Linked DNA regions of Mus musculus: region 2 is linked to region 1. Evidence: chromatin contacts called from public promoter capture Hi-C data. All regions are on one chromosome and are shown on one strand. Each heading gives the region's core, a stretch centred on a gene start, on an enhancer-like site or on the middle of the called end of the contact. The rest is flanking DNA. Distances are from core to core; before and after follow the strand shown.

Region 1 (5,790 bases), core at 2,351-4,850:
CAGAAGCAGAAATGACCCACCTTCGGGATGGAAGAAATTCCCCTTGCTCGATCATGCTTTCTGCAACAGGAGCTGGCTGGAGGCAGCGATCCTTGTGCCCTGCCCTTGGGCTCTGAGCACTAAGGAGCATGAAATACAAGCAGTGCCTGTTCGAGGGATGCACCCGAGTACTCACATTTCTGGTTTAAGTCCTTCAGGTTTCTGCTGATGTTGATAGCAATATCTTTCATTTCAAGGTACTTCAAGCTTGTTAGCTTATTCATATTTTCCAGGAGTTTGTAGTCTTCACTGGTGGCTTTAAGATAAACAGAAGACAGGAGACCTTTGATTTGTCTGCAGTTACTGGAATACAGAACTTCAGGTCAAAGGGGTTTAGGAAGGACGTGCAGAAGCTCAAGGGAGGATCCCAGGGAATGTCAAAAGAGCGGGTTGCTTTCCATCAGTGACATTTACACTTAGCCTCTACCCTGGAGGTCTGAGGAGAAACCGAGGCTGCAGTCAGCAAACTCAACTAAGCGAGGTCTAGAAGAGTTAGTGTCATAGTTAGAAAAGGTAAACTCAAGGTCTCAGAAAAGAGAGGTGAAATCATCTTGGGATCTCTGCAGTATTAAAAAAATATATAAGCCAAGTAATGATGGCACACAACTTAATTCCCAACACTTGAGAGGCAGAAGCAGGTGGATCTTGGTGAGTTCGAGGCCAGCCTGGTCTACAGAGTGAGTTCCTTGACAGCCAGGGCTACACAGAGAAACCCTGACTCAAAAAAAAAAAAATTATAAATATGTGTGTGTGTGTAATTTGGGGGATCTCATCTTAATATATCAGCATCAACTAGAGATATAAACCTTCTATGTAGATATGTATGCATGTATATATATCAACTCTGTGTGTGTGTGTGTCTGTGTGTGTGTGACATGTAGACATGTGCAGGCTAGAGGTCAATGGGTCTTTCTCAACTGCTATCTACTTTAATTTTTTCGGACGAGATTTCTCATTGGAAGTGGACCTTACCGATTTATCTAGATGGGCCAACACATTCCAGGAAGCCTCCTCCCTCTACCTGCCCAGAATTCAGGTCTCATCTTGCTTGCGCACAATCAAGCCCCAGCACCCACAGGGTGAAAGGAGAGCACTGACTCCCACAGCTGTCCTCCAGCCTCTATGCACGAGCTGCACAATGCACGCAGGCCCAGTGAGTAAATGGTAAATGACAGTTTTTCCTCTGCAAAAAGCATGTGTGCAAGTAAGCACGGCAGCCATGGAGAGAGAATACTGGCTTAACTGTTTGATAATCACTTAGAAACTTTACAATTTTAAGTAATTATCTAAAAAAAAAAAAAGAAAGAAAAAAATCTACTTAAGGGTGCAAATGTAGCTCACTGGACAAAGCAATCGCTTTGCCTATGCAAAGCCCCGGGTTCAGTGCCCAGCGATTCCATACAAACTGCTCCATTTCCTGAGAAGTCAATCTAGGTCCAGAAGAGGTCCACCAATAAGCTCTTCCTTAGTGATCTTTCTGCGTAGTCTCCATCCCTGCCACCTCACAGGTGGCTCCTCTGCAACGATCAGTCTCAGTTCTGCACTACCACTTGGGTGTTCCAGTAACGGCTACAAACAGCTGAGCCAGAGCTGCGTTTCCCACAGAAACACGGTTCCTCTTGTCAGCTTCCCTATTTTGGTTGTTGGTCCTACCCACACGAACAAGTACCTTAGCCTGCTCAGTACCGGATAAAGTCTACATCTGCATTGTGCTCACGCCCAAACTCTCCATTCTTCTTATCTTCACTCTGCCTCAGATTCCCGATACTTTCTGGACAACTGTTCCTCTTCTCTCTTCCACAGTTGTTCTCGAGGCCATCAAGTCATAATCTCTCTAAAACAAGGGCCACACACTTGGAAGCCAGCAGAGGAATGTGTATGGGTGGAGTAACACAAGTGTTTATATAATAAACACACAAGGAAACCATCATTCCCTCTTCGGAGGAGTGTGCGGAGGAGTGTGCGCCCTCTCAGCCCAGCACTCCCTACTAGTTCTGAGGCACTGGGTCAGACAACTCCATCTCTAAACTACAGCAAATGGAAAAAAAAACAAGAGAACAAGAACAGTGCTAACCAGCAAAGGCCACAAGATCACACTAAAGGACCAGCCAGTGGTGACACAAACCAGATTATCCAGTCTTCTTAAAAGGCTGCAAAACCCTGGTCAAGTAGAGCCCTACTAAGTAAGTTACGATAGACTTCAGAATTTGTGGGGAGAACCCATATATCTGGATTTTTGTTACTTGGTCTCTCTTGCTCAAAAATAAGTGAACGATCAGGCAGAGAAAATCTGCGACTTACAACCCCCCAACTTCTCTACTAAACCTTTCCTCATAGATCCTGGTTCACAAATTGGGCTCACAGAAAAATTTCCTGGGGTGGGGCCTGTGAGAGGGCCCTTGCTACCAAGCCTGAAGATCAGAGCGTGGTCCTCGTGACCTACGTGGTCTAAGAAGAGGACCAACTCTCGAAAGTCGTTCTAAGCCACACACACACACACACACAGAGAGAGAGAGAGAGAGAGAGAGAGAGTAATTTTTTCACAGAGCAGTGAAACAGTATAAGTTCTTATGTCACCCCAGAAGGTCCAGCCTCTGCTTTCTGACTCTGCCTCAGACACAGACACAGATGCAGACGCAGGGACACTGAACTAAAATCTAACCGTGTCCCACGGGTGGGTCAGCAAATCTTCAGACTAACCTTCAGGTTTCATCAAATGCTTGCTTACTCCAGCTCTTTTACTAACTGGACTGTTTCACGTACCCCCCCCCTTCCATTTCCTTCACAACTCTGCTTAAAATATACTTCTCCCCCGGCGGGGCACTTCTGGACTAACAGTGTGGAATTCTTGTTGTTGGCCTTTATGACAAGAGGCCTGCAGATTTGTGTTTCAAAAGTGGTTGGTGTGCTTCCCTGGGGAAAGACAAGGGGGAGAGCGGCTCCTTTCCTCCCATTCAACCATGGACTGACCAGAGGCTGCTAAAGCACCATTCAGATTTCCGTGAAGTCAAATGCAAATACACAGCTGGGATCAGCCAGAAGGGGTTGCGTATCACCTGTCAGTTCCCCAGTCAAATATGTGGCCATTTTGGAGAACATGTCCCGGCAGAGCTCATTGATGTCAGCTTCGGCAGGCTCCTTTGCTTCCTCGGCTGTCTCCACCGCAGCATCATCTGGCAAGGTGTGGGTGGGAGGTGAGGAGTAAACGTCCTATCCCCAGACCTAATCCAGCCAAAGCGGACGGTTCCTAAGTCCCTCCCGACTTGGGCTCCCGCCGCCTTCGTTCTCCTCCTGCCACCATCCCGTCCCTTCTCCTCGCACCCGCCCACCTGAAACGCCAACTCCGTTCCCATGCTCAGGAGCTAGGCTTTCGTCTCAGTGCCCTGACTGCGGTAGACAGGTCCACCGGCTCCTGCATCCGGACCTAGCCTCCCCACCATCAGCCGCCGCATCTCCATCCACACAGGGTAGTACCTCGAGGTGGCTGCTCCTCCCGTCGCGTCGCCGGGACGCCCTCCGCAGCCGCCGCCATGCCCGACCCAAGGCTGCTTCCGGTTCTAAGGGCATCTGCGCGTGCGCCCCGCGGGTGCCCCGCCCCGCCGCTTGCTCACAGCTTCCTTGCTTTGATCGGCTTGCCCAAGTCACACCTCAAATAAGGACCTTTTATCAAAGTCCAAGCATGAAGCTGAAACTGAAGCTAAGGCTATTGCGAATTAGCCCGTTACTGAGATCACAGTACCTGGTTGGCAATGCGTTCGTCCCTGCAGCCACACTCTAGAACGGTCACTTGTGCCAGCCACGGCCTGTCTTGGGTTGTGGACCCATCATAACATGTCAGCTAAAGTTATTGGAGAGAGGTGGCCTCCTCCCCAGACACCAGCACCCTGACATGTTTTGTTCATCAAAGAATTGTTCAGGGATTCGCTTTTACAGGGTGTCTCCCACAAGATTTCGGCCTTGAATCTTCTTTTTTTTTTTTTTTGGTTTTTCGAGACAGGATTTTTCTGTGTAGCCCTGGCTGTCTTGGAACTCACTTTGTAGACCAGGCTGGCCTCAAACTCAGAAATCAGGGATTAAAGGCATGTGCCACCACCGCCCGGCTTTGGCCTTGATTCTTGATGGAATCTCCCTTACCTTTCCCATAGGCCTTGGACTAGTATCAACTCTCTGACTCACATCTCTTGAAGTGCAAGCTAGCCCCTAATGTTTAGTTGAAAGGACCTCTCTTGAAGGAAACTTCCGACGTCACTGACACATAGGTTATCTTGATTATACTTAGTTGTTGCACGCGTCTAGCGGGTTTACGGAATGCTTGGGGGAGGGGGGTGGTGAGAACAGGTGGGGGTGACAGGGATGAATAGAAGGCTCAGTGTGAGGGAATGAGAGTCACTGGAGAGGGGGAAAGAGGTGTGTAAGGGTTTTCAGGATGCAGGCTCCTGAGCATCCAAAATCTTAAGTGTAGAGTTTTTGACTAAGTTTAACTTAGTCTTGGTTATCCTCTAATCTCCTCTCTGAAGACTGATTCTCCCTAGACTGATTCTCCTTCTCTCCACTCCTTTCTATAGGATAATCAAAGTACCCGCCGTTTCAAACATTCCTATGAACCAAGGCTTCTTATTTCAAGATTGCTGGGAGAAGCAACCTCCCTGAGATTGACATGGCCCCCAGTACATTCCAGAGAGTGTACAACAATGTCTTACACTCTTATCCTTCTCTCTTCTCTCAATAGCCCCAGAAGGAAATGCAAAGACGTGGTTTTCTAAAGAATTTTATTGCTAATCACCTTGGAACCTCACATTGTCCTATGACGAAGAGAGCCAGAGACCACCACATATTAGTCCAAAAGATCAATGAATCCTGATAGCCTTTCTGGCTTGATTCCTTCAGGTTTTGTTTGATTCCAGGTTTGAAGTCCCCTCAGTTCCAGCTAGTCGCTGGAACATAAGAACCAGAAGGCAGGCTCCTCCAGAATTCACTGACTTCACCTTTGGAGGGGGTCACTCTTAACTCCTCTGTTGGAATCTCACCACACAAAAATCTTCTTTCCACTACAGCTTCCTTTTCTCTTTTACAGGGAAACCCCATGAGGAAAGAAAGGGAAGGCCTCCTACACACAACCATGCCTGCCAGTGGCAGATATCGTGATGCACACAAAGGGTAAGAGTTACTGGAACGTAGGAAGACATCCATCGCCCACTCTTTGGACTTCTACCTGTTAACTAATCGTGGTTGTCTGAGGTCTTCCGGAGAGTCATTCCCATCTGCTCCTTTTTCTTGTTTGTTGTTGATGTCAATCAACTCTGGCAGAAGTAAGTGCCCAGGAAGAGAGGGGCCTGGTAGGAAATGCTACTTCACAGAGCTGTGCAACTCCATAAAGAAACACCAAGGGACAAGTCTAAGCATGCTGCCCAGCTACACACAAAAACATCGGCTGAAAAGGCCAGATACAGGGGGAACTTCATAGCAGCCATCATGAAACATGCTGCCCTAGAAAGGATGAGGATGGAGATGGAGATGAGGCTTGTGGGGGAGGCATAGAGAGAAGAATTTGCTGTCTGTTGCTTTAGGACCCCTTTTCCATCCTCCTGTCCACCCTGAACTCCCAGGGAGCTGGAGTGACACCTAGGACGGATTATACAGGTTCTCCCAAACAGCTGGTTCCCCCTGTTGGAAGAAAAAGGAATAGCTCATTTGAAGGAGAGTTTATTTTTCTCTGCAACTTATTAACAAAGAACCTAGATTGCTATAGAC
Region 2 (5,790 bases), core at 1,901-4,400, 750 kb after region 1:
GACCTCTGTCCTAAGGCAATTGGTTTTCCCCATACTCCAGTTTCAGAAATGATATCTGTTGCACTTGGTGACTATAATAGTCTGACACATCCTGGCTTTCCCTGTATTGCTGATGTTACGGTGCGGGGAGTGGGGCAGGATAGAGGAGGCTCAGGGAAAACCTAAAAGATCTGCACAGCCTCACACAGAACTCCACAATGTCAGGTGGGAGACTTGTAAGGTCTTTGTCCCCCATTCTTTTCTGCCTCAAATACAGAACCAAGGTCAGACCTGAAGTGACTTGGCCAAGGTCCCATAGTCAGTGGCAGAGCTAGAAGGGGGACCCAAGGTAACCAGCCTTTGACTCCTGGTTCTTTACAAAACTCTGCTATCTTCTACATCCCGCTTATGTCAAAGAGTATGGTGTCCTTCGCCAAGTCGCTGCAGCCACCACAGCCCCCAGGCTGACCTTCCCTCCCACCAAGGAGGACAAGCTTGTTCTCTCTAGAGCAAGATTGGTCTCTTTCCCCAAGGCCAATGCACTGGCGCTCCCCCAGGGCCTGGAAGAGGGAATACACGTTGGGAGAAGCATTTGAACTTTCTCTTCTACTCCAGGGAGATAGCAGAGGCTGACCATTCTTTATCTATTTGGAGGACAAGGAGTGAAGGGGAGGCAGAGCATCTCAAGGACTTGCTGTATCTTCAGAGAGTCCCAGTAATGTTGTCCCTTGATCGCTGTGAATGTGTTTATACCAAAAACACTTCAAATAACCTTTACTCTGTGTCAGTATTCTTCTAAGCATATTACGGATTCATTTGCTAATTATATTTTATGTAAATGTAAGCTGGGCATGGTGGCACATGTCTGTAATACTATCATATAGGAGGCAGAGGCAGGAGTGTCAGGAGTTCAAGGTATGCCTTAAACTACCTAGGAAGTCCCAGGCCAACCCTGGCCCCATGGCAGAAATAACTAGTATGTGTGCATCAAACCATTCTGTCCCCTGGAACTCAGTGTGTGTGGGCCTGTGAAGGGGGCTGGGGACAGAGGACAATGACAGGCCTCCTATTCTATCACTCTCTAACTTACTCCCTGAGACAGGATCTCTCTCTCTCACTGAGACTAACTGCTGGGCTGGGGGCCAGAAAGCCCCAGTGAGGGCCTGGAGAGCTACCTCAGGAGAGGAGAGTGCTTTCTACTTTTGCAGGGTTCAATTTGCAGCACCCACAAATGTAGTTCAATTTCAGGGGCTCTGATGCCTCTGGGTTGGATGTCTTCACCTGCTTCAGAGTCTTCAGCTGCTCTCCGCAGGCAGGAACATGGTGCATGGTCATCCTCGCAGGCAATCGCTCACACAAGCACACCTCCGCAATCTTCCTGTTTCTTCCCCATACACATACCTGGGGTGCTGGGGTTGCATCGGTGCTATGGGTGGCTTTTTTCCTGTGGGTTCTGCATATTTGAAACCATCAGTCTCCCCAACCCAATCTGGCCCCCTCTTTTAACCTTAGATTCTCTTTGCCTCTTGTTCTTGTGCCTGGAATACATTTGCATCTCTTCCGTGGGTGTTTATTGTCAGTTTGCTTCCTAGACTAAAATATTGACCCTGCAGAGATGGGGTGAGGGAAATTCCCTCTGCCTCCACGTTAGCCTGATGGATAAGAGCCAGAGGGTTTGGCTTTCAGTTCCTGCTCAACCAGATCCTAGCTGTGAGGCCTGGGGCAAGCTGTTTACACTCTGACTCAGTGGGACTAATAACAGTATCTACTTCAGAAGAGTACGAGGCTTTAGTAACTTAATCAAATGATATAGAATTACTTTATAAATTAATATTTAATCTCAATCCTCCTGTCTCAGCCTCCCTACTGATCAGATTTCACAAGAGTGCTCCCCCTCCCCCATGCCTTTGTGAAATTTTTAGACCTCACATGAAAGAATGGGGGGGAGGGGGCTTGAGGCTCCTGGCTGATGACAGCATGAGCTATCCAAGAGGGGGGGTGGGCGCTGAAAGCTGTTGCTCTAACAGGCAAGTAAGAATGTCTCAGGTAATAGCCCTCTCAAGAATGTGTGACATCCTGGGGCTGGAGTGTGAACCTCGACCTCTCTTAGGGCCAGATAAGGCAGATAACTTGTGTTCTGTGGATTTCCTCTCTCGATGCAAAGTGCCCCAGAGAAAGACTGAAGTTCAGAGTTCGTTTTCTGTCCTGCTAAGCCTCCAAAGGCCTGGTGGGAAAATATCTACATAGCAGGCTTTGGAAAGGCACATTCCCACGGCCTGGGAATCTTCTCTTTACAGCCAGTACAAGGACTGGGGGCTTCCTGTGATAGGGAGGAAGATTCTAAACATTCCAAAGAGATATGATGTCCTTTGAGTCAGCACAACTCTTGTTTACCACAATCTGGGTCACCCCTGCCCTTGGCTTCTTTGAAGAGCATGTTTCTGCTTGAGATAGGCAGCCCGGACCACAGATAGCTCCCATACCATCCCTATTTAGAGGCTTTCTGCCGGGCTCTGGGAGCTAGGGGTGAGGGGTGTGGTGCCAAGAACCCACGGCCCCCTGGCTCCCTCCCACACAGCAGCCCGCACTGACATCTCTGAGGCCTTTGATTAAAGAGACAAGTGACTTTGCCCATTCTATTGATCAGAATAAATTACTAGGAACTAATTTATGGGCCTCCCCACGGCCGATGACATGGTGGATTGTGCGCTATTGGTCAGTAAATTGGATTGTCAGGCTAGATTATTGGTTCGTATACAGTTATCTCTCATAGCAATATCAGGCAGCTCAGGTAGAGGAGTGAAATCCTTTCTCTGCTGCCAGCCTGCCAGGATGTCAGGCAGGAGGCCTTCTCCTTGGCTGCTGGGGAAGGGCGGGGAGGGGAGAGGAGGAGAGGGGAGGAGAGTTGAGCGAGGCCTCTGTGCAGGATGCTTATTAATTAGTGCAGCATCACAGCATTAAAAGAACATTAGTGTGGAATCGTCTGCAGAGTGATGGGGAAATGACATTGTGGGCCTCCTCCTGATTCTCCAGCTATGGCTCTGTTGGGTAGAAGCAGGGAGGGGGTTGATGAGCAGACAGGGGGATGGGAAAGATAAAGGGTGAGGGGCAAAAAGGGCCACGGGGAGGGGAAGGGAGAGGAAAGGCCATATTTGCTGGGAGTTGCAAGCAGAGCGGATCTGCTAAGTGCCAGCGTCGCTGAGCCACGCTGGGGAAATGGAGCTGCCGTTCTGCTCAGTACATCACAGCCAACGATGAAAAGTTCTGGAGCTGGGATTTCTCAGGCAATTTGGCCAGTGATGCATGGGGCAGTAGATCCTCGCGCACTCTTCCGTGCTTCTGCCAAGCCAGCAATAACAAAAACTTATTTTTTGCCAGGGAAACGGATATGAGTCAGGCAGGCCCATCAGGAGTAAGGGGGGCTTTACCACGCCACTGCGATTTGTACCGCTCCACTGTTTCCCCGAGCTCTAAAGACCTGCCAGGAGGAGACAAAGGCGAGACAATTTCGAGTTCATAGTCCTGTGTCCTCGAAGCATAACAGCGTGCCATAGATGGGGACATTCTGGGCCTGTGGGTTGCAAAGTCAGCGGTCTTTCCTTCGAGCCCACTGAGGAGGGGGGAAGTGGGGTGAGGGGGGTGAGCTGGGGTGCAGCTACAGATTCCCGGAAAAGGTTCACCCCCAACTCCAACCTCCCAAAAGCATGGCAGAAGGAGCCCAGAGTGCAAGAAGGGACCGGAAGAGGATGACAAGCAGGAAGGAATTTGGAGTATCAATCTAGCCATGATTAATGAAAGCATTACTATTTCCAGTTAAGACCATCTGTGCCCTCTCATCATCACGGACTGCCAGGGTCTTTCCCACCCACCCAGACCCTGAGCTATCCAGTCCCTGAAGGGTGGGATTGGAAACCCCACTTAGCTCCCTCCCTCCCTCCCTCCCTCTCCTTCTCCCTCCCTTTCCCCCTCCCCTCCTCTCTTCATGAGCCCTGAGGAGGCCTGTACCTCCTCTGAGGCATGATCAGGAACACAAGCAACCTGTTCCCTGAGCTTCAGGCCCCAGGGCAAACAGTCCTGACTTTAGCTATCACTCATTGGACACTGCCAGTGACCCAGTAAGTAAACTCCCCGTGGGGCAGAGACCCAGGGTTCCCAGCTTGCTTGAGCTACCCCCCACACACACACCCGCCCCCCAAAAATGCCCGGAGGAGGTCTCATTAGTAGCTACAAAGACATCAATATATTTCCTCTTCTTGGTGCTGTTCAGCATGCTGATTTGAGAGAAGAGACTCACACCTTGAACTGAAAATATTCTACACATTCCAAAAGGTACAGGCTTCAAAGGTGAAAACCCCTGGCTAAGCCTCTGGGTGTCTTTTATGCCTACCCCCATCACTCTGCTCTCTGGAAGTTAAACTGTGGTGCCTGAAGAGATGGCACACTGGGTAACCGCTCCCGCTGCCAAGCCCGATGACCTGAGTTTGCTCCCCAGGACCCACACAGTAGAAGAGGTCCAACTCCCACAAGCTATTCTCTGACTTCTACACCTGCACTGTGTACCTCCTCAAGACACACAGAGAGAGAGAGAGATGTATATATGTGTGTGTGTGTGTGTGTGTGTGTGTGTGTGTGTGTGTGTGTGTACATGAGTGAGTGTACACACGTACACATTAAAAACTAAATAGATGTCATTTTTATTTAAATTAAATTGTGGCCCTTGGCTATTTCCATACGAGTTCCTACCCTAACTTAATTGTTCTCCCATTCTACTCTCTGGGGACAAACATGAAGCCAAAGAGGAGAGGCCCTCTATGTCAGAAGAAACAGGACTAGATCCAGCCTGGGACAGTGCCACATCCTCTCTTCTGGCTCTGCTAGGTCTCAGCTTTCATTACAGCAATCCTATGGAAATGAGTCTACCCAGACCCAGAGCACCCCGGCCTCCAAGATGGAAGACTTTGCAAAGCTTCGGGAAAGAAAAGTAGGCCCACTGGCCGCTCTATAAATTAGAGACTCATTAAGAAGAGGCAGGAAGGGCTTTGGAGGCCTGAGCCTTTCGATTTCTTGTTGGGATGGTTTATTGCTATTGTTTCTATTTCATACGTTTATTGCAAAACCAATAAAAATTATCTATTAAGAGCAGGAAACTCATCTTTTGACTTCTTGGTGGAGGTTTCTACAGAATAAACTTTAACTGGTCCAGCATAGCTGCGGGAGAGGAGCAAGCCCTATGGAGTCACGCCCTACTGGAGGCCAGCCAGGCACAGAGCAGGAGTGTCCAGACCAGGGTGAGGGAGGGGACAGACTGGGGAGGCCACACAGTCAGGACTCTTCTACAGAGTCCCTGTCAGCTGGCTGTGTATTTCCATCTGTTGCTTAGTGCCTGCAACCGTGCTGCTTCCCAGCTTCTACTCTGGAGAGACCTCACTTGGAAGGAGACAGCCAAACGCTTGATTTATGGAGCTATTCTTGAAATGAATGTTTATAGAGATGTTTCCAAACAGATGAATAAGATGTCCAAGATCCCAGGAGAAAGGTCTTGTCCAAGTGAAAGAGCAGAGAGCTAACATTTGTGGTATCCTGTTCTGCCATGCTAGGCTCTATGCTACCACCCTTTTTGTTTGGTTTAGTTTTGCACCCCTTTATTAAAATTTTTATTTATGATTGGTGTGGAGTGTGTGTTGGCATGCATATATGGAGGTCACAAGACAATTCTGAAGGGATGGTTCTCTTCTTCCACCTTTTTGTGGGTCCCAGGTATCAAACTTGGTTCTCTAGGCTTGTGAGTATCTTTGCCTGCTGGGTTATCTT

The links. Promoter capture Hi-C pulls out the DNA fragments that hold promoters and counts their contacts.
Region 2: a promoter capture Hi-C map of liver shows a contact between it and region 1, with 2.6 times the contacts expected there. The contact joins the enhancer-like site here to the promoter of Bloc1s2 in region 1. A contact is called at or near these places in 11 of 39 promoter capture datasets (the 3T3-L1 cell line, 3T3-L1-derived adipocytes, the C10 cell line and 6 more), 1 of 15 datasets of contacts at CTCF or cohesin (the NIH/3T3 cell line), 1 of 484 Hi-C or Micro-C datasets (cortical neurons), 1 of 115 datasets of contacts at active chromatin or transcription factors (large pre-B cells) and 3 of 9 other capture datasets (adipose tissue, embryonic stem cells and liver).

What each region holds. Positions count from the first base shown.
Region 1 is chr19:44,142,846-44,148,635 of GRCm38.p6, forward strand. It overlaps Bloc1s2 (biogenesis of lysosomal organelles complex-1, subunit 2), which reads right to left and starts at 3,601. Exons shown (of 5, transcript NM_028607.1): 1 at 3,514-3,601; 2 at 3,096-3,212; 3 at 176-295. The coding sequence starts at 3,571. It overlaps Pkd2l1 (polycystic kidney disease 2-like 1), which reads right to left. Exons shown (of 15, transcript NM_181422.3): 15 at 4,792-5,703. The coding sequence ends at 5,662.
Region 2 is chr19:44,897,216-44,903,005 of GRCm38.p6, forward strand. No RefSeq gene overlaps it. Among named protein-coding and RNA genes, the nearest start is that of Slf2, 31 kb to the right of the region's middle. Within about 2 kb of position 3,151, at least 70 of the 459 cell types and tissues checked have an H3K27ac peak or open chromatin away from gene starts, as enhancers often do. A contact at or near this core is called in adipose tissue, cortical neurons and liver, where this site is marked.